Linked DNA regions of Mus musculus: regions 2, 3 and 4 are each linked to region 1. A link is a contact called in public HiChIP or PLAC-seq and promoter capture Hi-C data. All regions are on one chromosome and are shown on one strand. The core of a region is the stretch at or near the end of the contact, and the rest is flanking DNA. Distances in the headings are between cores, read along the strand shown. Region 1 holds the start of Zfp974 (zinc finger protein 974). Region 2 holds the start of Cox7a1 (cytochrome c oxidase subunit 7A1). Region 3 holds the start of Zfp566 (zinc finger protein 566). Region 4 holds the start of Syne4 (spectrin repeat containing, nuclear envelope family member 4).

Region 1 (7,085 bases), core at 641-3,140:
CTCCCCTCCCACCGCTCACAGCCTCCCACACACAAATTGGAAGCACACAGGAGTCTACACAAAGCTGATCACCTCCTAACCCAGACAACCCACGGCCAAGGGGGCAGTGTGGGAGTGCAGGGCACAAACATATCTGCCTTGAACTCCTCCAGAAGAGGCCAGCAGAAGGGATCCATCTTCCACCCTGAGCTCCAGCTCGCCCTGCACCTGGGCCGCTCCTCCTACTGTGCGCAGATCTCAGATCTTCCTACTGGAACCCCACCTATCAAGGCTCACAGGGGCTCACAGCATCCAGGTGGCCCCTCCTGTGTAAACTCAGGGCTGAAGCACAGCGAGGCTGGAGGGGCTGCAGCTGTGATGCTCAGGCAGCGTCCAGCATTCTGTGCCCACTGTTAGTGAATGGGACTGTGCACCATGGACCACTCTCCTGAGAACCTTCCCTCATCTATGATAACACTTATGTTGTCTCAAGCCATGATCCTTTATGAAGATAATTAGCTGTAAAACATCCTGTCACAGGAGGTGAGTATATGTTTCCCTCTTTCCATATTATGGGAGATTTTGAACAAAATAATGCTAAGTTTGTTCTGGGTGTCCTAGGTCTTTTGATCCTAGAACTGAGTTTCTCAACCTCCGCAGGGCTGACACAACTGTCCTGCCTTGGGCTCTGTGAGGACCACCTTGTGCTCTGTAAAATTATCACACTGAACACAATACAAATTTTAAAATTCTGCTCTTCATTATTACCTTCATTTCGTTTTCTCCTTGTTTTGAAACAGGTTCTCATTTTGTAGCACACCCCTCCTGGAACTTGCTATGTGGATCAAACTGATCCTTAATTTACAATGATCCTCCTGCTTCTGCCTCCCAAAATGCTGAGATTAAAATGTACACTGTACAGACTAGAGCTTATGAGTCATTTCCTTAAATATACAACCAGTATTTGCATTCTTTCTAACACTCCCTTGTCCTGCCATACCCTGCAGACAATGAACCCAAGATGAGCACTGTCTATAATGTGGGGAAAGGAAGTGATTTAGGGAGAAAAAGTCAAGGGTAATTGAAATGGTCATGTGAACACCAGGACCTAAGGGCAGGGACAACGTAAGGGCCACAGCGGTGGAGGTATGAATGTGTACGTTCACCTACCTGCATTTACTGACAATTCCATATTATAAAATTGAAAACTCATTTCTCAAACAGAAAAGAAGAGTACACTCATCCTTGACTCTTAGATGGGCAGCAATAATGATCCCATCCTTCTCAAGCCCTCCTTTTGACTGATGGCCTTCGCGGGGAGCCTGCGCAAGGATGAGATCCCCATCATGCTCTGGCAGCATCCGCACTGAGCACTTTCCTTCAGTTCCCTCAACACTCACACAGCTAGGGCTCTGAGAAAGTCATGGAATTCAACAAGTAACCACCCTCCTAGGTCACCCTCGGTGGCACTTTCAGCCCCAAATGCTCCTCCCAAGCTCAAGTCTGTACCTAGCCTGACCTCTCCTTACTGAAACTTAGTCCTCTGCTTTGGTTCCTGTGGTCGCGAGGGAAAGTTGGAGCAGAAAGCGACGCGCACAGAGCCCCAGATAATGCAGAGAGATCAAGGTGTGGACACACACACACACACACACTATCACATCAACAAACAGCGACCCTATACGACCGTCCGCACACGCCCACTCCCAGCCGGCTGCCTCAGGCCTTACTCCATGGAGACCGAAGCCAACCTGAAATTTCTTCCGCCGACCACAAAGATCGGACCTTCCGCATTAGCGGCACCAGAACACCAAAAGCCTATGCGCTAGTTTCGGCGTGGTGACCCTAAAAAATGCAGTTATCACCAGCAAAGCCCCCGTGAAGCCCGGCTCTTGGGGGCGGGGATGCCAGATCTGCGAGCGGAGCCCAGTGGTTTGTGGGAGTTCCCACGGGGGTGCGCGCTTAAAGGGGAGGCGCCCTCCTTTGAGTAAAAGTTACTTCCGGTTCTGCGGGGAACTGATTTTCTCGCCCTTAAAAAGGCAGGGATGCTCTAGATAGAAAATGTGACTGAGGACCACATGCTATGCAACAACCGTACTGTGTCTGTTAGACAGGCTAGACGATCCTCATAATAAAACTAGTCGCATTGAAAGTACTGTAATCGGTCTAAAAGCTAAAGTACAGGTTTGTCACATTAGATTTGAAAAGAGGTCAGACCCAGCTATCTGTTAACTTCAGAAAATATGTTAAAGATAAATACTCTAGCAGATTCAAAGTGACCATCTTTACATAATCAAAAGAAAACTCAAGTCGATTATAAAATGGAGGCAGATTTGGGGGCAAAGAACATTGCCAGTGATAATAAAGAGGCCAAGACATCAAGTGATAGTAAACATGGCTGGGCGTGGTAGCAATGGCTTTTATCCCAGCGATGGGGAGGTACAGCCAGCTGCATGTCTGTGAGAAGAGACCACCGAGGACTACCCAGTGAAACCCTGTCTAAGAACTAAAATACACTCAGATTATGGTGGCACATGCCTTTTACTCTTTTTGTGTCTGAGTTACCTCACTCAGGATATTTTCTAGTTGCACCCATTTGCCTGCAAAACTCATGATGTCCTCATTCTTAATAGCTAAATACTATCCCATTATGTAAATGACCCACATTTTCTGTATCCATTTTTCCATTGGGGGACATCTGGGTTGTTTCCAGCTTCTGGCTTTCACAGATAAGACCTCTATGAACACAGTGGATTTGTGGTATGGTGGGGCATCTTTTGGGTATATTCCAAGAGTGGTATAGCTGGGTCTTTGTGGTTGATCTATTTCCAAACTTCTGAGGATCCTCGAGATTGATTTCCAGAGTAGTTGTATCAGTTGGCAATCCCACCAACAATGTCTTAGAGCTCAGGCTCTAAGATCCAGAATTGATAAATGGGACCTCATAAAACTGGAAAGCTTCTGTAAGGCAAAGGACGTAGTCAGGACAAATCAGCAACCTATAGAGTGGGACAAAACTTCACTAACCCCACATCCTATAGAGGGTTAATATCCAAAATATATAAAGAACTCAAGAAGCTAAGCTTCAAAAATCCAAACAACCCAACCACAAAATAAGGTATAGAGCTAAACAGAGAATTCACAACAGAGGAATCCCAAATGATGGAGAAGCACTTAAAGAAATGTTCAAAGTCCTTAGTGATCAGGGAAATGCAAATCAAAATGACCTGAGATTCTACCTTACAACAATCAGAATGGCTAAGACAAAAAACTCCGGTGACAGCACTTGTTTCTACTGCACTTTTGAAACTTAAAGACTGTATCTATTTTTAAGATATCCCATAGGCTAATACTAGACCAGGAGTCCCCAGCTATATCTAGGTGACTGTTTCTGCAAAGCTTCCTGTTTTGTTATTCCACTGGCTTTTGGATCATTTATAAAGATGCTTAGCCTTCTGTCATGCCAATGTGTTCCGTCCTCCTTTCTCTCCACAGTGTGATTCTGGTCAGTCTGCTCCATCACAGTTCTTTTCTTAGTGCTACCCCTTATCCTTCATGGAAGTAAAATCAGATAATTGCCCTCCATTTTCTCCACAGGAGCTGTGTGGTGCTGAATACGTAACTAGAGATTAATGTCCACCACAAGCGTTTCCTTAGCTGCAGTCACTTGAATTCCTCCTGGGGTTCTGCAGGCCACATCCCCAGTCTCAGCTCTTTCTGCCTCTGTCTCCTGCTCTGTGTGTGCATAGCTTTCCCTCCTCCTCACACCTCTGTCTCCTGCTCTGTGTGTGCATAGCTTCCCCTCCTCCTCCTCACCTCTGTCTCCTGCTCTGTGTGTGCATAGCTTCCCCCTCCTCCTCTCACCTCTGTCTCCTGCTCTGTGTGTGCATAGCTTCCCCTCCTCCTCACCTCTGTCTCCTGCTCTGTGTGTGCATAGCTTCCCCCTCCTCCTCACCTCTGTCTCCTGCTCTGTGTGTGCAAAGCTTCCCCCTCCTCCTCACCTCTGTCTCCTGCTCTGTGTGTGCATAGCTTCCCCTCCTCCTCACACCTCTGTCTCCTGCTCTGTGTGTGCATAGCTTCCCCTCCTCCTCCTCACCTCTGTCTCCTGCTCTGTGTGTGCATAGCTTCCCCCTCCTCCTCTCACCTCTGTCTCCTGCTCTGTGTGTGCATAGCTTCCCCTCCTCCTCACCTCTGTCTCCTGCTCTGTGTGTGCATAGCTTCCCCCTCCTCCTCACCTCTGTCTCCTGCTCTGTGTGTGCAAAGCTTCCCCCTCCTCCTCACCTCTGTCTCCTGCTCTGTGTGTGCAAAGCTTCCCCCTCCTCCTCACCTCTGTCTCCTGCTCTGTGTGTGCAAAGCTTCCCCCTCCTCCTCACCTCTGTCTCCTGCTCTGTGTGTTCATAGCTTCCCCCTCCTCCTCACCTCTGTCTCCTGCTCTGTGTGTGCATAGCTTCCCCCTCCTCCTCCTCCTCACCTCTGTCTCCTGCTCTGTGTGTGCAAAGCTTCCCCCTCCTCCTCACCTCTGTCTCCTGCTCTGTGTGTGCATAGCTTCCCCTCCTCCTCACCTCTGTCTCCTGCTCTGTGTGTGCATAGCTTCCCCCTCCTCCTCACACAAAGATGCATCTGTGTTTCTTTCCAAGTTTTCTCTCCTGCTTCTGAAGGTGACTGTAGGCATGTGTTGAGAAATCCCTTCATCCCCTTCCCCCTTCCTTCCTCCACCCTCTTCTAGATCTATCCGTGAGTGAGCCACCCCTCTCCACAATGAACATTGATTTCCATACTTCCGTCATGTTCTTGTGGGGAGTTTTGGTTGCCGCTGTTCATTTTGTTTTTGTTTGATTTTGGTTATAGTCTTTTCTACATAAGATTTCTCTGTGTGGCCTTGGCTGTCCTTTGTGTTCCTCTGCAGACCAGGCTGGCCTCGAACTCAGAGATCTGTTGCCTCCGCCTCCTGAGTGCTGGGATTACATGTGTGTGCCACCATAATTGGCTGAATATTTATATTTTAAATATGTCAGACCTGAATCTACTGAATATGAAGTATGCCTATTGTAATTAGCGAGCCTGGGCCGCTGCCTTCCCCCCCCCTCAATGCTGAACGACCTTTAAATCCCAAGGAGTCCTGGATCGCCTGGGACTACATTTACTGAATGAGTGACGCTCACCCTCTTCTCTTTTCATTGTTCGTGTGTGTGTGTGTGGTGTGCACTTTTGCATGTATGAGTGGGAGTCAGTGTGCTCACAGATGTGCAAAAGCAAAAGATCAATAAGAAAGAAACGATTCCAAACAATGCAAACTAAAATGAAAATGTCACAAGAATACAATTGAGATCATTGTGTTGGCTAGTTACTCCTGGCATGGAGTCTGCCCTGAGGTGTGGTTGATATACCCAGCAAGACAATAGTGGAGAAATACAATTTTTCCATTGTCAGTGCATATTAACAACAGAGAGTTCACTTGTCAGAGGTCAGAGCCCATGTCTACTCCCCTCCCCCCCACACACACACCCCATCACTGTTGAGAATCTGTCTGGTGTAAACCTGTGCATGCTCTGTGTGCTGCATGGACTCTGAGAGTTCATGTGTGCATCATCAGTCTTGTTGTGTCTGTAGCCCTTGTCACTGAGGGCAGAATGAACACAGTGATCACCGCTCCACAGACAGACAAAGTGAGGGGAGCAAAACCTGTCACCCAGAGCTCCTCCTTCCCTCAGTCATGAGTCTGGGAGACCCGAGGTCTGGCCTCCTAGAACAAGTGTGAGTTGAGTGGCAGGCAGACTTGTGGTGGAACATGTGTGCAATCCCAGTGCTGGGGAGGGCAATCCAATTGGATCAGTAGTTCAAAGGCATCCTTGGCTACAGAATACATCAGAAAACTGCCTGCATTTTCAGAGTCTTACCAGAAAGGAAGAAAGAAAGGAAAAAGGGGAGGGAGGTGGGAGGGGGAGAAGGAAGGAGGAAGGAGGGATGGAAAGAGGGATACAGATACACAGACAGACAGACAGACAGACAGACAGAGAAATTGTCTGAGAAGGAAACGGGTAAACACTCTGAGATAAGCATCTGCAGTGTCCTGACCACAGGGCATCTCAGAATGCTCTGGGGAAGCCCCAGAAGGGCTTGGCTCTGATGATTCAGGAAGTTCTTCAACCAGGGCAGAGTCTCTTCTTAGCAACTCCCCTGCTGTATCTCCTTGATTCCTCCCTATCCCGAGCTTATCCCCGTCCCGCGGGAAATAAACACAGGACACACCAGATTCTTCCACGGTTAACTTTTACTTCTATATCATATTGAGGTAGACAAAGAAAGCTCAGAAAGTGTGTGGCTTAAATACTTTTGGTGACGTGTCTAAACTAGGACTGGTAGCAACACCCATGATCCTCATGCACCCTGGGGATAGGTTAAAGCCCCCAGGGGTTGGGCAAAAGCCTCGGAGATGGACTGGTGACTTTGGCTGGCTGTGCTCTCGCAGCTGCGCACAATGAGGTTTAGCACCATCTAGTGGCGGCACGTAGATTGCAGCCCTTTACATCTCCCCCTCTATAATTTATTAAAATGAGGCTGGTCTAGGCCTATGTAGTTACGTCCATCTGCTGTGGCCCCTGTTTTAGGTCGTTCCTCCAATGTCACAGCCTTACCCGTTATCGGGTAACCCTATCACCACCGGGCCCCATTGTCTTAGGTTGGTCTGTGTATGAGGAAAGTTGCCCGTCTTTGGATACCACAGTGTTGTGTGACTATAACTGCTAAATGGCCTAGGGTGAACTCTACAAAAGAGGCCAGCCAAAAATGAATTAGTGGAGAAATCATGATCACCTTATCACATGCAATGAGGAAACCTCAGCAATGTGCACGGACTGATCAATGATCGTTGAGTTTCTCTCATCTCAATGCAATGTATCCACAATTTTGTGGGATGCAAGGACAGAGAACTCAAATGCCAACTAATTCTTGAGAATAGATAGCCAAATTTCAGGGGAGGTGCCTTGCTCTATGGCAGCAAGTGCTTGAGCAATTACCACCTTGTCACGTTTCTGTTGAGATCTGAGTTTGCATACCAGCCATAGAAGAAACACTAGTCCACAACACAGGGTTGCACCAAACAGGCCCAC
Region 2 (7,082 bases), core at 3,261-5,760, 2.3 Mb after region 1:
CTGATCCTCCTGCCTACGCCTCCCAAATTATAGGCTTGCATGACCATGCCCAGCTAATAATGTCTTAGGTTTTGCATTTTGTTTCGTTTAGTTTGAGGGAAGGAGTTGTTTTTATTTTGGTTTGGTTTGGTTTGGTTTGGCTTGGCTTGGTTTGGTTTGGTTTGGTTTGGTTTGGTTTGGTTTGGTTTGGTTTGGTTTGGCTTGGTTTGGTTTTTAGAAGAGACTGTCCTAACATGTAGAAGACCTCCATGGTGTACTTTGCCGTGCATCTGCCACCGTGGCATTCCCTGCAATCCGTAATTAAGATTGAGAGACTTAGTTGGATGTGGTGGCTCATGTCCTCTGGGCCTAGCACTCTGGAGGCAGAAGCAAGTGATCCAGACAAGCCAAGGCTGCAGAGTGAGACCCTGCCTCAAAAAGGGAGGGGCATTGGAGGGATGGCCAGCCATTAAGAGCCCTTGTTGCTTCTGCAGAAGACCGGAGTTTGGTTCCCAGCATTGTGGTTCACGACCACCCATAACTCATAACTCCAGTTTCAGGGGATCCAGGATCCACTTCTGGCCTCTCCAGTCACCAGCATGTACCTGGTGCACATAAATTATATACAGCTTTAAAACAAACAAAAACAAAAACCAAAAAAAAAAAAAACCTTGAACTCCAAAATGAACATGGACAGTACTTTCTGCTTACTTTGGGAGTTGGGAAATGGAACAAGTCAGGTTCTCATGTAGCCCAGGCTAGCCTCAGAGTTCCTCTACAGCTAAGGATAAAGTAGAACTAGTCCTCCTGACTCTACCTCCCAAGTGTTGAGATCACAGATATTTGCCACAGTTTTAAATATTTATTTATAAAACCTAAAACTCAGGGACTCAGAGAGAGGAGATGCATAGGAGGGGCGGGGTACACAGACTGGAACCGCTTTCCTCTCAGCGCCAGCCAGTTTCCTTTTTGTTTTTTCAAGACAGGGTCTTTCTGTGTACCCCTGGCTGTCTACCACTTGTTCTGTAGACTGGGCTAGCCTTCAACTCAGAGATCTGCCTGCCTCTGCCTCCTGAGTGCTGGGATTGAAGTGTACCACCAATGCCCAGGCACTAGCCATCTACCTAATCCTTTAATACAGTCACAGTCCTGGAGCCTGCCAAAGGGCTATTTAATTACATATTAAGGTATTTAATTATGGACAATAAGTGATTCCAACATCTCCCAAACACCCCCTCCCTAGAAGCCCAGGATACTGAGAGCTGGATGCCCTTTCTCTGTGCCTTGGTCTTTCTGGTGCCCAGGCTCATACTCAACCTATTTGCGGGCCACCAGATATCAATGCATAAGTAACATCGTCAATCCTTCTAATGGTTCAAAGAATCTCAGGAGCTGGGTACTAGGAGCTGGAGGCAAAGACAAAGATGTATTTTCTGTTACACAGCGGCTACCTTCATTCAAACAGAAGTACTAGTGGGTTTCGTTTTGTGGCAGAGTCCCTCTATACAGCCTTGGCTATCCTGGAACTCAAAACCACCCTGCCTAAGCCTCCCACAAGGTTTATAGGTGTGAACTTATGGCATACCTTAAAGCACTTTGGGGGCATCTGCTTTCCTACATTGGAAACATTTTAAAATGACAATTGTAAGCCTGGTTTGTGATACTTGGTTGAGACTACAATAGTCAGCAGGGTGAGACGTGAGAATCCCGAGTTCCAGGCAGGCCTGAATTATGTGGCAAGACCCTGTCTGGGGGACAAAGTGGGAGGGGGCATCGCAGAGTAGGGTTGAAAATGTAAATCCAGAATTATCAGATTCGTGGAAGGAGTCAGGTTGGAGGAGCAGTTGAGTGTTTTTGCCACAAGATGGCAGCACAATGCTACCAAACAGGTTTTGCAATCTAGGCCACTGCATGCAGCCAGTTCTGATACCTGCCTTCCACCACAAGCAATTTTCTGTTCCTTTGCTTGCTTGCTGTTTTGTTTTGCTTGAGACAGGGCATCAATATGTAGCCCTGGCTGTCCTGGATCTTACTCTATAGACTAGGTAGACTTCTTAGACTCACAGAGATCTGTCTGCCTCCTGAGTCCTGGGATCAGGGACACACACCACCATGCCAGAGGCTTGCTTGTTTTTAAATGAAGGGATTCACATAATGGCCTTGAACTCCACAGGTAACCAAGGTTAGCCTTGTCCTCCTAATTCTTCTTGTCTCTACCTCCTAAACCCTGGGGTATGGGCTGCTATGCCTGGCTTGGGGCGGGGGCTTACATGTAAACATGCACAGGGCTCCATGTACTGTAGGCCAAAAGCTGACGACAGGGTCTTTCTTGGTTCCTATTTATTGAGTGAGGGTCTCTAGACCCAGGACAACCTTATAGGATCAAACAGCAAGCATGCTGAACCATAGAGCTGATTTGCTAGCCTTTTTTGTTTTTTTCTTTCTTGTGGGAAGCGGTTTCGCTGTGCCTGTGTGGCTTAATTGGTAAACAAGCAATGTGCGCATGTGCGAGAATGTTTTCGTGCCAAGTCTTGGCCCATCCCGGGGCATGATGATGAGGCTCTGGGAGAGCAGCCAATCAGGTGTGGACACGCCACACTAAGGTGTATATAAGCAGCGCCTTTTTGGTGCTTGGGGTCTTCCTCTTCATGTTGAAACTGGTGTAATAAAGTTGCTGCAGAAGGATCCGGTTTCTCACGCGTGTGTTCTTGCTGGTGAGACAATAGCGCGTGTGAGACTTTCTTTCTTTGGTGTTTTCAAGACAGGGTTTCTCTGTGTAGCCCTGGCTGTCCTGGAACTCACTCTGAAGACCAGGCTGGCCTTGAACTCTAGCCTGTCTTTTTCTTAACTATGCTAACTGAATTCTGCAGTAAGCTCACTTTATTGCCTCAGTAAACCTCTAATTATACAGACATAAAGGCTAGAAATTAAAAGCAAAATGACCCACTCACTAGCAGTCAGACCTGGTGATTTATCAGGGTCCATCTACAATTAAGCCTAACTCCTAAGTCCCACCCAGATGGCCAGTCTCAGAGAGAGAGAGAGAGAGAGAGAGAGAGAGAGAATGGGCTGCCATGTCACCTCTGTTTAGGTTGGATCCCAAAGAAAAGATCTAGGGCTGGGCAGTGGCAGTGCACGCCTTTAATCCCAGCACTTGGGAGGCAGAGACAGGCAGGCAGATTTCTGAGTTCAAGGCCATCTTGGTCTACGGAGTGAGTTCCAGGACAGCCAGGGCTATACAGAGAAACCCTGTCTCAAAACCTAAACCAAACCAAAAAAAAAAAAAAAAAAAGAAAAGATCTAGGAAGCTTAATTTCAGCTAAAAAAACAATACAAATGCCCCATATTTTTCTCTAAGGGAACAACTCTTTCTCCCTCTGCTCTTTCCATCTCTCCCATCCCCTTCACGACCCCTACCTCCCTACCCTCCTCTCCTCCATCTGTTCACTGTCTATTCTTTTTTATTTTGTTATGTGCATTGGTGTTTTGCCCGAATGTATGTGTCTGTGAGGATGTTGGATCCCCTGGACCTGCAGTTACAGACATAGGTAAACAGCCATGTAGGTGCTAGGAACTGAACCAGGGTACTCTGGACTAGCAGTCAGTGCTCTTAATCGGCAAGCCACCTCTCCTGCCCTCCATTGTCAGTCCTTAAACTGTTTTTTTTTTTTTTTTTTTTTTTTTTTTTGAGACAGGGTCTCTTTACGTAGTGCCTGTAGCAAGGCTGGAACTCACCGTGTAGACCATTGTAGAACAGTGAGCCTCAGAAGTGCAGGAATTAAAGGTCTGGGTCACCACGGCCCGCTTTTCTTTTTTCTTTTTCTTTTTTCTTTTCTTTTTTTTTTTTTTTTTTTTTTTAGTTTTTCGAGACAGGGTTTCTTTCTCTGTGTAGCTCTGGCTGTCCTGGAACTCACTCTGTAGACCAGGCTGGCCTCGAACTCAGAAATCCACCTGTCTCTGCCTCTGCCTCCCGAGTGCTGGGATTAAAGGCGTGTGCCATCACGCCCGCACAGCCCCCCCCCGCCCCTCCCCCCTCCTTCTCTCTCTCTTTTTCTCTCTCTCTCTCTCTCTCTCTCTGTCTCTCTCTCTGTCTCTCTCTCTCTCTCCCTCCCTCCCCCCCTCCCTCTCTCTCTCTCTATCTCTTTAATTTCTTAAATCAGTTCTGGCCTGGTAAATATCTTTATCTGTATCGGGGTGACTCCTTGTTTCCTCAAGAACACTGGGGAAGATCCTGACTTGGCCCTGAGGAAACAAATATGGAAACTAAGGCTCCAAGGTGCAGTGATCACTCATTCAGAAGACAGACATTTATCTCTGCCCTCACTGGCTCCCAGATTATCAGCAGGGTAACCCTAGATAACAGCCAGGGAGTGGCAAGTCCCTGAGCCACTGTCATTGGGGTCAACCCAAATGCGGAAACGATGACTGACAAGTTGGAACACTTTCTCTCTGACCCTATTGGACAAATCTAATTTGGTCACGCCCCACCAGTCTGGGAGTCAGTGGGCGTGGCTTGGGATTCCCTTAGGGTAAAGTGCTGCACGTCCTTGGGCGAAGAGGGGAGGTGACTCGGAGCTGCTGAGGACGCAAAATGAGGGCCCTACGGGTGAGGCCCCAGCACGGGCTGTGTCGGGGTGGAGGGGAACCCCACAACCCAGATGCCTAACCTAAACATGCCAGGATCCGGAGTCTTAGAACAGGTGCACCCTTCAGACTGGGACTTCCTCCCTGGCAGCCTGAGCTTCCAGACAGCACTATCCTTAACATGGTCCAGAACCCTGGGTTTAAGCCTCCGTTTACCCGAGTCCCCCTTAACATCCCAGGGGGCCCTAAAACCAACTCTCATGGAACTTCCAAGCCAGTCTTGCCATCCCTGGAACCTGATTTTCTGGTATTAATCTAGCCCTCTCCTTCAAACCCCATAGCGCCCATTTCACATTCTCAGCACTGGAGTCTCTCACAGCCTGCAGAGAGTTCCAAGCTGTAGCTTCTAGACACCGATTCCCCATCCCCACTCCTTTGTTTGTTTGTTTGTTTGTTTGTATGTTTGTTTTGACACAGGGTCTCCCATAGCCCAGGCTGGTCTCTAACTTGCTATGCAGCTGAATGTCCTTGACCTCCGACCTCCACCTCCCAATTGTAACAACTTATGTGACACCTCCTCTCATTTTCTAAATGCTTACTAAGTAGCCCAGGCTGGCCCCAACTCCTGCTTTCCTCTTGAATGCTGGGATAATAGGCTTCCACCAATGTCTTGACAGATGTCCCCACCCCCAACCCCCACCCCACCCCCGCTCTCACTAGTAACTATCTTGCCTTAAGATATCTTACCTAGTTCTTCATCAGAAATGTAGTCCCCACATCGCAAAGCGCTCCCTTCCTGCGGGATCCACATGAGGGCAGATCTCCAGGTGCTCCCTACAGACCCATCTCCTATCCCTCCAGGTCTCCCAGGCTCTGGTCCGGTCTTTTAGCTCATCTACCAGAAGCCACTTAGAAAACCGTGTGGCAGAGAAGCAGAAGCTCTTCCAGGTAGGCGGGACAGAGTCTCTGGACCTAATGAGGGGTGGGGGTCGCTGGGCAGGTGGAGGTCTGTGCAGGAGCCAGCAACCCTGTTCTCACCCCTCCAACTCAGGCCGACAATGACCTCCCAGTACACTTGAAAGGCGGGGGAATGGACAACGTCCTGTACAGACTGACCATGACGCTGACTCTGGGGGGTAAGTGCAGGACCACTGGCTTGCTCTGGTCATAAGAATAGCCAGGGTCCTCGGGCAGTGGTGGCGCATGCCTTTAATCCCAGCACTTGGGAGGCAGAGGCAGGCGGATTTCTGAGTCTGAGGCTAGCCTGGTCTGCAGAGTGAGTTCCAAGATAGCCAGGGCTACATAGAGAAACCCTTTCTCGAAAACAAAACAAAACAAACAAATAATAATAATAATAGCCAGGGTCTGGGTCGGTTGGTGCTTCAGAAGGTCTGAGGATCCACTAGTGCTCAGGAAGGGAGCGATGGGTTACCTACAGCCCTGAGGAAGTGGGGGTAGCAATTGGTAATGCCCACACCAGTCCAGAACAAGCTCCTGGCCTAGTCCAAACCCAAACGGGTGGAGGTGGGGATTTCCCATGAGGAATCTGGTTTGGGAGGAAGATAACAGCCAAATAAGAGCTGTGATCCTTTAGGAGCTGGGGGAACCTAAGGAGGGGCCTTTAGAAGCCTTTCAAGAGGTCAAGAGGGAATTAGGGTCTTATTTGATATCCAACTCCTCCTTCCTAGGCACTGCCTACTGCTTATACTGCTTGGGCTGGGCCTCCTTCCCCCACAAGAAGTGACACCAAGAAGCTTGGAGGACTTGGACAAACATCAATAAATATGCTAATCTCTTGAGAACCCAACCCGGCTCCAGCCTGTGTGTCTCTGTTCTAATCCACCTTCCCACAATCTGGGGTGTCTACGCAGTGGAAAGCAAGTTACCAAAGATCTTGGTCCCTGATGCTGGACCAGCGCTGTGCCTAGGACAACCTGCTTTATGGATGCCTGATGGGGGCGGGGTGGAGGACCTCAAGTGGTGATGGGAATGGGGAGCAGGGGAATTATAACCTGGAATGGAATCCCCGCCCATTGCAGAGGTCCAAAGGAGTGGGGGGGGGGGGGGAGGGGAGCTAGTTCCAGGGCAGCCAGGGCTATATTTCAGACATACCCTGTGGCAAAAAGGAGGGATGTTGACAGTGACCTATGAACCGAAGGAGAACAAAGGTTGGTGCCAAGATTGAAGCTGGCTGGTGATAGAGCTGAGTGGAAGAGCACAGAACCCAGCAGCGAATGGAAGTGTTTGTGTGTGTGTGAAAGAGAGAGTGAGTTGGTGTGTGAGCACGTGTGAATGTGGTGTATGAGTGTGTGTATGTGGGGGGTGTATATCTGTGAGGGTCTATGGTGTGTGTGTATATGGTGAGACTGAATGTGAGAAAGAGAATGTGTGTGTGATGTGTTTGTAGGTGAGAGTATGTATGTGTGAGTGTGTAGTGTTGAGGGTGTATATGAGAGTGTGTCGGTATGTGTGTGTGATGTAAGTGTGGGGGGAGTATATGGTGTTTGAGTGTGTGTGTG
Region 3 (7,390 bases), core at 2,437-4,936, 2.2 Mb after region 1:
AGTGCACACGTGGTTATCCCTACAGGGAGCTGTATTAAAGGGTCACAGCATTAGGAAGATGGAAAACCACTGCCTTAACAGGTAGCCCTTTGCCCATCACAAGGACCCTATCATGACTGAGCTACCATGGCTTTAGAGCAAGGTGAGAGTCTATTTATACCGAAATGGAAGGTTCCTTGTTCAACACCAAAAAAAGCACCAAGTTGAAGAAAGCAGACATGTATCTGTACTAGACACAAAATGATTGTATTCGAATACAAAAAACCTATGCCTCACCTGAGCCATGGCTTTGATGGTGACAGGTCCTCTGTGCTGCTCTTCTGGAACGGGGGAGAACTGGGGGAGACAAAGAACAGTGAGACCCCACTTGACTCAGTACACACAGCAGTCATTCCCCAAGTACTCACCCCACACTTTGAGGGGTCTAAAGTGGGAAGAACAGACAGATATCTCAACATCCCTAACTTCAGAGAGCCAGGCTCTGGAATGGGACAGGAGGGGTTTGGGCAATATGGCTCTTGGGCACATAAGCACACACATGAAGATATACTGAGAGGCCAAACCTACTCCACCTTGGAACCAGCCTCCATCTTAAAGAGAAAAAAAAAAAGCCTGAGAACTTGACCTGCAGCAGAACCCAAGCTGCACCCACATACCAGGAAGGACCCCAGGGCTTGTCCTTGCCCATACCCCAGAGTTACTCCCTAGCTACTTCCTAGCAACAGTTAATCAAAGATTAGTCTGGTTATTTTGGGTGTACTTTCAGCTTGTTTGTGATTATCTACAGTCTTGCTTCAGGGCACCCACCTGTCGGCTTAATAGCCTTTCTATTAGATGTTTGCCAGACTGGACACCCCCTCCCTCCCTCCCTCCCTCCCTCCCTCCCTCCCTCCCTCCCTCCCTCCCCTGCTCCTATTTTCCTATAAAAACTTGTCCTGCTGAGGGCTCAAGGATTCTGTTGTGACAAGGCTGGGAGGGAGGAGAGTCCAAGTCTAAGCTTGTAATAAAGAGACCCTGATGGCCTTTTGGGGTTCATGACCACTTCCTGGCACAACAATACAATTCTTGTATAGGGTAGATCATGATACAAGTGTCTGAATCTCAGCACTCCCGAGACTGAGACAACAGCACTGCCGGAGGCTTAGACCACCCAGGCCTTCACAGACTGACTCACGTCTCCCTCCCACCTCTCTGCTTCTCTCTCTCTGGTTTTGTGAGAAAAGGTCTCTCTACATAGCTCTGACTGTCCTGGCGTTCACTCTGTTGACCAAGCTGGTATTGAACTCACAGAGATCTACCTGCTTCTGACTCCAGAGTGCTGGGGTCAAAGACCTGCACAACCATACATAGTTTAAAATTAAATCTTTTATTTTAAATCACATTTTAAACCTTTTTTGGGGTTAGAAGAGGGTGTGGGAACTGAAGCTCCTGCATCCTACTGTAAAGGTAATTATAACACATCTGCTGTGGAGGCGCACGCCTTTAATCCCAACACTCTGGAGCCAGAGGCAGGTGGATCTGTGAGTTCAAGTCCAGGTTGGAATACAGACTAAGTCCCAGGCCATCCAGGGCTATTCAGTGAGACTTTGTCTCAAAAGAAAAAAATTAAAACAGACATGGCAGAATGTTTATAAGATTAAAAGTTAGAAATACTCAAATGTCTACTATTTGATGAGATGAATAAGTGCCATATACTTCAGATGAATTTTGCAGATAATGGATGGAACTTGAGAACATCATCCTGAGTGAGGTGACCCAGAGTCAGAAAGACATGCACCGTATGTACTCACTGATAAGTGGACATTAGCCATAAAGTGCAGGATAACTAAGCTATGATCCACAGACCAGAAGAAACTGGGTAATAAGGAGGTCCAAGGGAGGGTTTGAGAATCCCACTCAGAAGGGGAAACTAAATAATCATCAGAGATGTATGGAGAGAGGAAAATGGGTAGGAGAGGGGGTGAGGATCGGAACAGGGATGGCGATCAAGTAGGGAGGGCGAGAGAGGGCTGGGAGAATGGAAACCAGCGGTGGGAGGGGGGGCATCTCTGGTGACTAGCTAGAGCCTTGGGAAGGAAGAGGCTACAGGGAGCCTATGGGGTGACTTTAGCTGAGACTCCTACTAGAGGAGAATTATAGAGACTGATGGGGCCACCTCCTGTACCCAGGCAAGACTTCCAGAGGCAGGGGGACGGGACATCAATCCACTCCAAAAATCTTCAACACAAAATTTGTCTTGTTTATAGAAAGTGCAGGGATAAATATGGAGCAGAGACTGAGGGAACAGTCATCCAATGACTGCCCCAACTTGAGACCCATCCCATGTGAGAGAAACTAATTAACTCTACTAATGATACTCTTGTGCTTGCAGACAGCAGCCTAGCATAACTGTCTCCTGAGAGACTTCACCCAGCAGTGGATGGAGGCAGATGCAGAGAGCCACACTCATCAGGTGGAGCTTGGGGAGTCTTGTGGAAGAGTATGGGATAGAAGTGAGCAAGCCAGAGGGGTCAAGGATACCACAAGAAGACCCAGAGTCAACTGACCTGGGAGCATGGAGGTTCACAGAGCCTGGGTCACCAACCAGGGAGCATGGAAGAGCTGGACCTAAGCACACTCCCCACCCCACGCCTACACGTTTGTAGCAAGTGTGAGCTTGGTGTTTATGTGGGTCCCCCTAAGAAGTGGAGCGGGGGTTGTCTCCATCTCTGTTCCCTGTCATTGGATCACCCCCTACTTCGACTGCCTGATTGTGCTTCCTAGACCTGCTGGGACTAGGTGCCCCAGGGAGGGGTGGTACCCAGAGGGACTCTCCTGCCCAGAGGACAAGGTAAGGGGGAGATGGAGGGAGGGATTTGTAAGGGTAGGACTGGGAAGCGAGGAAGGAGGGTGGCTGAGATTAGGATGTAAAGTGAATTTTTAAAAGTAAACATTAAAAACAGTTGGAAATACTCATATGGCTACCCTTAATAGTCGAGATGTATAAATGCTTCAGATCCTGAAATATCAAACAGCACAAAGACTCAGTTAAGCCGCTATCCCACTTAACACGGGGAAGTCCTACACAGCTGTCCAAATAAACAAAGTAAAAGACAAAGAAAAGCATGATAGCTCACAAATGAACCTCTAAAATGAGCAAAGGCTAAAGAAGAATGCACGCAAGATACACATTCAAAACTTCACACTCACAACCCACACACAGACCCACAACAGAGACACTCGGCTATCGGAAACCTACCTACGAGAAGACAGGACTACCTACTAGGGGCTCAAAAAGTAACTTAAGCACAACTTCACTTTTACCACACAGAATCCACAGGTATCTGCGCCTGCACTGTGCTGCACGTGGTCACAACATCACACAGTCGCACGCCCCTACAGAGACAGAACACTCACCCAGTCAGCAGCTCTCCACATCCACACACAATGCCGCACGTGTCCCCAGCTCGCTCCCTCCCACTCACCAAGGGGTGGTGGCCGCCACGGTGTTAGCAGAAACTGATGCTCATCACCAGTCCAGCCCCTTAGCGCCGCGATCACTGTTCACAAATTAGCCGCACAATTCCGACTCCTCTGCCGCACAAAGCCCAGCCTCGGCGTTCGCCCCGCCTCCTCCCGGGTTCCGCACCAAAGGCCTTCCTTGCAAGCTGCCAAAGCCCTGCAATCCTTCAGTGCACCTCCCCTCTTGCCAGCAAAGCTCTGAAGTCACGCCAGGCGCGTGATCTTCCCGCGAGAAGCCAGGGAGCCCTCTGGGAAATGTAGTCAGTCCGAGGGAACGCGGCAGACAAGATGGCTCCCGATGGGCGGGGCTTCTAACGGTCCCTCAGTGTGGTGGACGAGCGGAGGACACCCCAAATAGAAACGCATCCTCAGGATACATGGAACCCTATATCAGCTTCCACTACTGCATTTAAAATCATTCAAAAAAGTTAGGAATCTGTTGATTTCCCGGACTTTTGGTATTATCTGTAGAGGATAGACTGCATCAGGAAAGGGGCGGAGAACTGGTAGGGGGCGGAGTGTGATTTGCATAGTAAGCATAATCATGCGGCTGAGACTTCTAGTAATATAATTCAGTGCAATACGAAAAAAAATATATTGAAGGGGGAAAGTTATCTCAATTTCTCAGAGAGCTAAGCCTTTGCTTGGCCACCTCTAGCGGCCGAGTTTCCCCCCGCCCCAGAAGTGTGCAGGAACAGATCTCCTCCGCAGATGTGTGACTTGTTCTGGACATGCATTTGGCTTGGTACTCATTAGCAGGTCCTGTAGGTTGAAAGGGTGGATACCAGGACCACACCTTGGATTCCCACATGCTTCTAATGCTAGCCCGCAGGAGGAGCAGGAGGATCAGGGTCATCCCTGGCTACTGAGAGGTAGTTACATTAAAAACTACAGTGGAACACTTGGAGAAAGCATCTTCCTTTGAAGTGATTTCCATAACCAATAAATATACCTAGTCCAGGAGATAACAAGTCAGTCGGTCTGAAAAAGACATTAAAGTTGGGGCTAGAGAGATGACTCAGCGATTAAGAGCACTGGCTTCTCTTCCAGAGGACCTGAGTTCAATACCCAGCCACCACATAGTGGCTCACAATCATCTATAAGAGGATATGATGCCCTCTTCTGGCCTACAGATGTATATGCAGCAGAGCACTCACATTAAATCTTTTAAAACGACATTGAAGTTAAAAGACTACATCTCTGTATAAATCAAGATTTTCTCTTCAGAAAATAGGGACAACACGGCTTACCTCACTTCTCTGTTAATTGCAAAGCTGCCACAGTCCTAACGAAATAGATACTATAAAGACATGAAGATCTTATAAGGATATGAAGTTACCCAGAATAGAATGGAGCTGAGGGAGAGCTGCCGGTAGACTACCCCAATGATAACGGGTATACTAACCAGGCATGTTAGAGGGAAGTGAAGTTTGGGATTGCTGGGTGCGGAGATTTGAATGAGCTGGCTCATAGGCTCATACATTTGAATGCTTAGTCATTAGTTTATGGAACTGCCTGGGATGGGTTAGGGGATATGGCCATGTTAGAGGAGGTGTGTTATTATTGGAGGGTGGGCTTTGAGGTTTCAAAAGCCCATACCAGGCTCAGTGTGTCTCTGTCTCTCTCTCTGTCTGTCTCTCTCTCTGTCTCTGCCTCTCTGTCTCTCTCTGTTTTCTGCAGAGACATTGTAATTCCTAAACCAATGATGACATCAGCCACCTATTAATTTCCCACACTATTATATTATCCTGATACTGTTTTTTCAGTCATCCACGATTTTCCCACTGACCTGGGATACTGCCACAATAAATTACCAATGCTCCGTGAATTCATTCATGTTTCTAGATTCAATATTCTGTTCTGACCTCAAGTTTAGACAATCTTATCAACAAAGAGCTTGGGTTGGCATAATGATGTCTGGAACCCTGCACTGGGCTACGGGGTAAGTGGACCAGAAGAAACTTGAGGCCAGCTTGGGCTACATAGGGAATTTAAGGCCATGTTAGGCTATGTACATTCTACAAATTATCTATATACCAAAGATATTTTTGCCTGTTAATTGCAAACCTTTATATTGCTAATATTATCTCAATACAGTTCATAAGTTTTAGAAGACCATTCTGATTGGAATCACTGGACTCCTAAAATTAGAATACTAATAATGAGCCAGGCAGTGGTGGCACATGCCTTTAATCCCAGCACTTGGGAGGCAGAGGCAGGCAGATTTCTGAGTTTGAGGCCAGCATGGTCTACAGAGTGAGTTCCAGGACAGCCAGGGCTACAGAGAAACCCTGTCTGGAAAAAAAAAAAAAGTAAAAAAAAAGTAAGACACAACTATAATTCCTAAACGTATAAGGGGCATCAGGAGTTCAAGGCTATGCAGGGCTTTGAGGCCAGGCTTGGCTATTTGAGCTCGTCTCAAAGAAATAAATACAAAACAAAATTGTAAAAGACTGCCAGAGAGGTAGCTGAGTTGGTAAAGTGTTTGCTGTGAGGTGGGACTTTCTGGTTTCTCTGACGACTCAATTGTGCCAGGTGATGTTTTTCCGGAAGCTCCCTTATGAGAGGGCACGTGATGTTTTGCTGAAACCAGACTCTTCAGAAGGCACATAATGTTTAGAAAGAACATAAATGGAACCCCACAAACAGTGAGAGGATGCTCTTGCATTCCTATTCCGTACAAAGCTTCGCTGGTCTTCACTTTGTCGAGAGAAATGCACCAAAGAACTTCTCGTGGTATTCCGGCTGCTCCTGGCTGCTCCCTCTGATTTGGGCCAGTTGCAGTTTCTGCTGGATCTTGCCGCCACTACTGATTCATTTTTGGTGTTTGCTATTGGCCTGGACTGCTGGAATCCTGACAAGGAAGAGTGGGATTGCCCCGAGAAACTACTTCTAAATGGGTCTGTGACTCCCTTTTCCTATTAACCTTTCTCCCTTGCTTCTGGTCGGTGGATTAGAAGGGAAGTTGAAGTGTTTAAGAACCCTAAATAAAGTAGGTTTTGAAAAAAAAAAAAATCTAAGCCCGCAAGTAGGCTGCCTCTCCTGAAGTCAGGGTTTCAGAGAGCTGCTTCTTATTGGCTCTTGGAGTCCCTTTTATGGGGAAGGGTTAGGGTTGATAGAAAATAGGTGTAGAGAGCTGGAGAGATGGCTTAGCAGTTAAGAGCACCGACTGCTCTTCCAGAATTCCTGAATTCAATTCCCAGCAACTCACAACCATCTGTAATGGGATCTGATGTCCTCTTCCGGTATGTCTGAAGAGAGCAACAATGTACTCACATACAATTAAATAAATAAATAAATAAATAAATAAAGCTGTAGCTATAACTGGCTGTTAAAAATCTGGACAGAAGGGGGGGCTGGGCTCAAGGCTGTGTGTGGGGTGGGTGTGGGAATGTATCATGTAAAAGGGTACCTGGGAAGGTATCTGGTAAGACATATTGGTAAGCCATAAGGACAGTCATATATTCCAGGATCAAGAATTTAGCTCACAGTTCACGGTGGCACCTTTTTGGTTTCACACTGGGCTGTTTGATAAGGAGAGAGGCAGAAGCCTAGAGGTCAGGAGAGCAGAAAACCAAGCATGGTGGACAAGAGGTCAAACGGGCTAGATTATATAGGGAAGAGAAGCTGGGGAAGGGACAGCCCAACTCTGGTGGGAGATTTCAGGGTAGGAGGCAGGGTAGCCCAGGACAAGCACAGGTAGCCAGGCCCCACCTCTATACTAATCTAATGGCCTGGCCCAGTCCCTTGATGTGCAAGAGTATTCAGGGCCAGCCTTCTAGACTGTTCTACCACTGAGAAGGCTGTTTCCAGCCCCTTGAGATACAGACAAGATCCACTCTATAGAGGAAAAAAGGGCGGGGGCGGGGGGAAGAATCCCAGGCCGCCC
Region 4 (6,881 bases), core at 1,124-3,623, 2.4 Mb after region 1:
CAGGTCATTAAGAGGAGGCTAGCCATCATGTTTGCCTGCCCTCACTCCACACACTCCACCTAGGCGCGGTCCTCCCTGTCCCAGCTTGGGAACTCCACTTTGACTTAGTGGAGTGGCGTAGGCTCCCTGGTGCCCCCTTCCTCCCCAGCCTCATGAAGATGGACCACTGTACTACCCAACTGTCAGCACCATCAGCCTGGGCTCCCATACTGTCCTCGATTTCTATGAACCTCGACAGCCAGACGATGATGTCCCTATGGAGCAGGTGGGTCCTGAGCTGATGCCCCGGGCATTTGGGGGCATTCTAGCGTCTGACATCCCATATGCTCCAGGACAGTCTGATCCTACCTGTATTTAGAGTATTCGTGACACCCAGACATGCTCCCCTGTCCCTTGTTGGGCATCCCTGCTTTCTCCCAGATAGCCAACCCATACCCATCCAATCTGTTTGTACGGTGCCCCAGCTGCCATGATACCCAGGGATACCGATACATACGTCGCCATGGTATTGGATGGCTAAGGCTATGGATGACCTGTGACCCTCCCTCAGACCACTTGAGCTCAACACGGTGTTCCAACAAAGTTTTTTTTAGAAACTACTGTTTACTTATTTTTGTGAACAGATGTATGTAGCCCAGGCTGGCCTCACGTTTGCCATCTTTCTGTCCCATCCTCCCAGTGCCAGCGTTGTAAGCGTGTGCCCCCGTGCCTGGCTCCAATGCATATTCTTGACATCCTCAAGATATCCCACTGTGTCATTCACTCATGTGTGCCCCTGTGTCCTCCTAGACTGTACAGGGCACCTTAATACCAGCGTCCTGAAACTCTAGTCATATGCTCTATCACCTCTAGATTCCCCTTAACCTCACACGGCTCTTTTGGGGACACCCTTATCTCTGACTGCTAGCTCTTAAGTCATGCATTCTTGATACCCCAGTGTTCATAGAGTCTTCCTCCAACTCTCCGAACACCCTGGCCAGATGTTAGCTCCACTCCCTAAAGTTCCGTCTTTTCCATCTCTTCTACCCAGGCAGGCTTGCTGTAATACCATTCCTGAGTAAAGCCTCCCTAACAGCCAGAGTCCCGGGATAGGCCATTCCCTTTAACCTCTGTATTAGAGCCTGACCCCAGCAGTGCACCCCCAGATTAGCTCTGCGTAAGTATCCCTAGGACTGCCCATGTCTGTCCCAGCCCCTCAGATGCCAGCTGAAGCTCCCACAATGTAGTAGCCCTTTATGTCTTAAAATGCAGCATAGGCCCTGTCTCCTCCCAAAGAACTGGACACACACACACACACACACACACACACACACACACACACACGGCGGGCCAATAGTCTTGTCCCCAGAACCTATAGATTACCACTCCTGAGGGCCTGCTGACCCTTGTCCCCTGACCAGCTACGGATGCCCGCTGACTTTTCACACACTCCCAAACTCTGGATATCCATTTACCATTATCAACTGATTCCCGCAGCCCAGGCCTCCTCAACGGCCCATCACCTCGCTGCTGGTGGAACCACGGAGCCTGCTGGTGCTCCGGGGCACAGCTTACACACGCCTGCTCCACGGCATCTCAGCTACCCGTGTGGATGAGCTGGACGCCACCTCGCTGCCACCCAATGCCACCGCTTGCAAGTCAGCGCTGCCCGGAGCCCACCTGGTGCGCGGCACCCGTGTCTCACTGACCATTCGCCGCGTGCCCCGTGTGCTGCGCGCCAGCCTCCTGCTGAGCAAGTGACCACCAGGTTCTAAGACCTTGGAACCCTAGGGCAGAGGTAGCTGTCCAGGGTTATTTATTTCCCCAGTAACTATGGAAACCATGGAGAAGACACCATTCCAAATAAACAGAAAATACCTTTACTCGTTTTGGATTTTTTTTTTTTTAACTAGATGGGAAGAGATACTTCAGTTTCTTTCTCTCTGCCCCCCCCTCCCCCTTCAATACTGGAGATAGAACCTAGGGCTTCTTGGATGCTAGACAAATGCTGTACCACTAAACTACAACCCAGGCAACAATTGCATTATTTTTTAGTTTTGCAATAGGGCTTCCATAAGTTGCCTAGGCTGGCCTTGAACTTGAGACCAGCTTGCCTGAGGTGACAGGCTTTAGCTGCCAGGTGCTGGGACTTTTTTTCAGTATCCTTATACCTGAGACTTTAAATGAATGGGACGGGCCCTGAGACACAGGTGTCCCTGAAGGTGACAGGATCCAAGGTCTTGAGATGGGTGACGTTTTCTCTCAAAGCCCCACGATGGCGAGCGGGTGGTATTGGAAGGTTTAGGTTCTCCTGCTGGGGAGGAAGGAGTTAAATGCCTCCGCACCTCAGCCAGGCATCAGATTTCTCTAGTCCAGGTTCTTCCAGGAAGGGGTGGAGCTAGGCTGGCCCCTGGGCCCCTCAGTAGCCTCGGACTTAGGCTGTGAGTCCTGCTGAGAAAGCATGGGGGTCTGGACTGTCTAAGAAAGCGGCTGCTGTTACTGGACATCCTCACCTGACGATCCCCAAGTGCACGGCCATGGCCCTGGTTCCACCTCTTGGCCGTGAATTCCCGCCAGAGCCTGTGAATTGTCCCCTGGCAGCTCCTAGAGAGCTGGATGTTGTCGGAGGGACCATCTGCCCTGCACCTGAGGAAGAGACAAGCAGGTGGGGACTGGGGCTTGATAGTGGTTCCGAAGGAGGGAGGGAGGGAGGGAGGGGTCTGTGGGAAGGGCCATGTGTGACTGACTGAAGAAGGACATGGAGAAAAGTGGGCATATGGTGAGGTGGAAAAGGAGACACTGTGCCTCACAGGTGGCCCATCAACCTTTCTCCTCTCTAGGCCAGAGCAGGTCCAGGCCTCCTTGGGCCTGCCTGAGCATTGCATGGGTGAACTGAAGAGCACTGAGTCTGCCACCAGCCCCTCAAGACTCCCCCTGGCCTCTTCCCATGAGCATCAAGACGGGGGCAAGCCCTGTGAGGTGAGCTGAGCACACCCTCTGTTCCAGTCCCACTTCCTGTCTGTCCCCCGGAATCTGCCCCTTGCTCAGATGATATGATTCTGGGGGGTGCTGTGGAGGAAGGGACACCGTAAGGACATCTGGTTGCCAATCAGTATTTCACTTATTTTTAATCGTTTTGTGTATTTACTCTGTGTGCCTAAGTGTGAGCAGGGATACAGGCACATCATGCGTGCCGGTGCCAGTGTCTCTCAGTCACTTTCCACTATGTGACAGAGTCTCCCATTGAACCTGGCTAGGGTGGCTGGTGAGTGAGCGCCACGAATCTGCCTCCAGTCACTGACCAGCCGGTGCCACATGCTTGGTTCTTTGAGCACTTGCTTGTACAGCAAACATTTTATCAACTGAGCCATCTCCCCGGTTCCCCCGACCTCCTTATTTGAGATATGCTTTCACTGTGTAGCTCAGGCTGCCCTTGAACTTTCAGTTCTCTTGCCTCAGAGAACTGGAGTTACATTTTATCATCTCCAAGCTGGACATATTTCCACGTTTTACCAAGTAGGAAATGAGAATTTTATTAATAACCCCATTCCTTTTGGGGGTACTCTGCTCCATTATCCTTCCTAGTTTAGACCCATATAAAGACCTTTCTAGAAGGCTCGGGAACCTGGAAATCTTAAATTAGATGTCTTCAGCCTTGGTGTAAAGGGCTGCCAAGTGGGAGCAGCCCAAATGTTGGTTCTCGAATGGGTGTGGCTTCAGAGAAACATCCACAAGGCAGCAGCCTGCTTGGGAGTAGGGGTAGTGTCTTGGCCCATTGGCCCTGATTTTGGTCCCCTGGAATCTCCAGCACTCTGACTCTGGTTTGGAAGTACTAGAAGCTGAACAGGACAGTCTACATCTTTGTCTGTTGAGGTTGAACTTCCGGCTGCAGGACCTGGAACGAGGCCTTGGGTCTTGGACGCTGGCCCACAACAGGATTGTCCAGATGCAGGTAGGCAGTGGGAGGCCAGGTTATAGGGGAGTGGGTAGAGTCCTTGGTATGGGTGTAAGCTTTCTTGAATAGAAAGTGGGTTTATTGCATATTCTGACTTCTGCACAGGACATGAAAGACAAAATAACTCCAGGTTCTGGGGTGGGGGTGGGGTCTGGTATCACTGTCGTATGTGAGAGTGTCTAGCCATGTGTTCCAGGCCCTGCAGGCAGAGCTACGAGGGGCCGCTGAGCGCGTGGATGCATTGCTTGCATTTGGTGAGGGCCTGGCAGAGAGGAGTGAGCCCAGGGCCTGGGCATCCCTGGAGCAGGTCCTGAGGGCCCTTGGAACCCACCGAGACACCATCTTCCAACGGCTCTGGCAGCTGCAGGCCCAGTTGATCAGCTATAGCCTGGTATGACCTGCCCTGGTAGTCCCCAGCCCAGACCCTAACCTCCCCAACTCCCATGACATCTGTCCTCTGCTCCAGGTGCTTGAGAAGGCCAACCTCCTGGACCAGGACTTGGAAGTTGAGGGAGACTCAGACGGGCCAGCAGCTGGTGGAGTCTGGGGGCCCTGGGCACCCAGTACCTTCCCCACTCCTGCAGAGTTGGAGTGGGACCCAGCAGGGGATGTTGGGGGTCTTGGGCCCTCAGGGCAAAAGATATCTCGGATACCAGGAGCTCCCTGTGAGCTGTGTGGCTACAGGGGACCCCAGAGCAGTGGACAGGGCCTTGAGGTGAGATCAGCCCCGCCTCAAAGGCTCCCTACTTGGCTGGGCCCCACAAGGTACCTTTCTACACCTTTCTGGTATGGCCTTTCCCTTTCAAGGAAGACTTGGCTGTGTCTCTTCCTCTAAGCCTCTCTTGTTTGATTTTATTATTATTATTATTATTTTTAAAGACAGATTCATGCTATGCAGTATAGGCTGGTCTTGAACTCACAATCCTCCTGCCTTAGTCTCTTCACTGCTGGGGTGGGCCCACCTCCCTGTGACCACCCTAGCTGTCACCATGATTCTCTTATGTGTTCTGTATCTCCTTGTTACCATGGATCCCTGTTTGCTTCCTTCCTCTCCTCTGTCTCTGTCCCTTCATTCTGCCCCTCCCTGTGCTGTGGACACAGCCCTGAGCCTTCTCTAAGCACACCAGCCTCACTCCCAGCTCCAAGCTACAGGACCTGCTCACCTCTCCCAGCTCAGTCCAGTCTCTGCACATCACCTCTTCTAAGAGCTGCTGGGACCCAGCTTAGCATCCTGCACCATTATTTCTGACGTTCCTTACTGGGGCTTGACATGATATATTTATTTGTTAATGTCCTACCTCTCTGGGTGGAATATTAAGCTCCATAGAGACCAGACTTTTTGCCCATTTCCATTCTCACCAAGCCTCCTAGAATTGTGCCTGGCATGTAATAGACACTCATTAAATATTTGTTGACTGAATGAATAAGTAAAGTTTCTCTCCTCTTGGTTTCTTTGGCTCTGCCCCTCTCTGTCTCTCCCACGAGATCCGAGTGTATCGGCATAATTTCCTCTCTGTGGCACCTTCTTCCAGACCCTTCCATAACCATGCTGCCGGTCTTCCAAGAAACACGAGCCTTTCTCTTCCCACAGGACCTGCTCTCCTTGGGGCTTGGCCACCGGAAACATTTAGCGGCTCACCATCGAAGGCGGCTCCGGAAGCCTCAGGTGAGCTAGGCACACCAGGGGATGTTGATCCAAGTAAAAGAGAGCCGACCCGTACTGACAGGCACACATACGAAGGAATATTCTTTTCATTCTGTAACTGAAAAGTCTAAACACCGCCACAGATTCAGGACCTAAAATGCATCTTGGTTCCATCTCTGTCCTTTGGTCTCTCTCCAACCCCAGCTGGAGTCCCTTTTCCCTGGCTTATTAACCTACACTATGACCCCTGACTTACTTGAAGTAGCCAAAGTTTCAGGCTTGACTTCACCTGCCCTGCTTGGGTTACAGGCTGCACCCTGAACTAGTCAGAGTGCTCTGATTGGCCAGGTCTTAGTCACATGCCCCATCATGGAAGAGGGGAGAGCGGAAGCCAGTCTAAAGTGACCCTGAAGGTCTGAATGTAGAGGCGCCCACACACCACACATCATTACATCAGCATTATCAGAAAAAGGGCAGTGGATGTCTAAAGAACAGGTACAGATGCCCACCATACTATAAGTTCATGCGGGGTTCAGGGGTACCAGGAAAGGAGGAGAATAAGGGCAGCCCTATAGGTCTGGAGTAGTGAGAGAATGTCCCCACTTACATGCCACTGACATTCCTTCTGTGGTGTCTGCTGTCTACTCTCAGGACAGGAAGAGGCAAGTATCCCCCAGTCTGCCTGATGCAATGCTGGAAGTGGATCGCGGGTGAGAGGCTTGAAAAGATTGGGCTGGGGGGTTGGGAGAGAGGGATCGTGGTGGTGGCCCACCCTTGGTTTTAATACCGTGTCTCTTCTCAGGGTCCCAGCTCCTGCATCCAAGCGGCCCCTGACCCTCTTCTTTCTCCTTCTCTTCCTCCTTCTGGTGGGTGCCACGCTGTTGCTGCCCTTGTCGGGGGTCTCCTGCTGTTCTCATGCCCGGCTGGCTAGGACGCCCTACCTGGTGCTCAGTTATGTCAATGGTCTCCCTCCAATCTGAGCCCACCATCCAAGACACGTGCATTAAATGGTCACTTTCAAGAGATGTCTGAGAATATCAGTACTTGAGAACTTGGAGACAGGTATAGCTTGGGTGTGTTCTGACAGCTCCTTCTTGTATTCCTTTGCCTTGAGGGCAGGACACAGAGAGGCTGTCTTAGTGGTGGTCCCCAAATTGTGACACAAAGATTAAATGTAGCCCAAGCTGTTGATTGACTGGCAGGAGAACGAGGTCATGATCCAGGAAGGGAAGCAGGTCACCACTGCTGACTTAAAGAGCTGGAGGCTGCAGTAGGTACCCAGAGTGCCAAATGTCTGGAGAC

Evidence for each region. Promoter capture Hi-C pulls out the DNA fragments that hold promoters and counts their contacts. HiChIP or PLAC-seq counts read pairs in DNA pulled down with a chosen protein or histone mark.
Region 2: a promoter capture Hi-C map of liver shows a contact between it and region 1, with 4 times the contacts expected there. The contact joins the promoter of Cox7a1 here to the promoter of Zfp974 in region 1.
Region 3: an H3K4me3 HiChIP or PLAC-seq map of bone marrow-derived macrophages shows a contact between it and region 1, with 3 times the contacts expected there. The contact joins the promoter of Zfp566 here to the promoter of Zfp974 in region 1. A contact is called at or near these places in 1 of 39 promoter capture datasets (liver), 2 of 115 datasets of contacts at active chromatin or transcription factors (astrocytes and bone marrow-derived macrophages) and 1 of 9 other capture datasets (adipose tissue).
Region 4: a promoter capture Hi-C map of liver shows a contact between it and region 1, with 2.8 times the contacts expected there. The contact joins the promoter of Syne4 here to the promoter of Zfp974 in region 1.

Annotation. Positions count from the first base shown.
Region 1 is chr7:27,927,568-27,934,652 of GRCm38.p6, forward strand. Zfp974 (zinc finger protein 974) reads right to left here and starts at 1,891. Exons shown (of 5, transcript NM_001374027.1): 1 at 1,728-1,891. It overlaps Gm26891 (a long non-coding RNA gene), which reads left to right. Exons shown (of 2, transcript XR_881914.3): 1 at 1-522; 2 at 780-907.
Region 2 is chr7:30,179,661-30,186,742 of GRCm38.p6, forward strand. It overlaps Cox7a1 (cytochrome c oxidase subunit 7A1), which reads left to right and starts at 4,511. Exons shown (of 4, transcript NM_009944.3): 1 at 4,511-4,585; 2 at 5,425-5,511; 3 at 5,615-5,699; 4 at 6,252-6,370. The coding sequence starts at 4,571. The coding sequence ends at 6,307. It overlaps Gm5113 (predicted gene 5113), which reads left to right. Exons shown (of 3, transcript NR_157376.1): 3 at 1-2,664.
Region 3 is chr7:30,086,824-30,094,213 of GRCm38.p6, forward strand. It overlaps Zfp566 (zinc finger protein 566), which reads right to left and starts at 3,687. Exons shown (of 4, transcript NM_152814.2): 1 at 3,465-3,687; 2 at 277-336. The coding sequence starts at 285.
Region 4 is chr7:30,312,443-30,319,323 of GRCm38.p6, forward strand. It overlaps Syne4 (spectrin repeat containing, nuclear envelope family member 4), which reads left to right and starts at 2,374. Exons shown (of 8, transcript NM_153577.2): 1 at 2,374-2,644; 2 at 2,820-2,958; 3 at 3,788-3,931; 4 at 4,131-4,325; 5 at 4,401-4,649; 6 at 5,526-5,600; 7 at 6,231-6,289; 8 at 6,382-6,603. The coding sequence starts at 2,517. The coding sequence ends at 6,559. Alkbh6 (alkB homolog 6) reads left to right here. Exons shown (of 7, transcript NM_198027.3): 6 at 149-265; 7 at 1,477-1,861. The coding sequence ends at 1,740.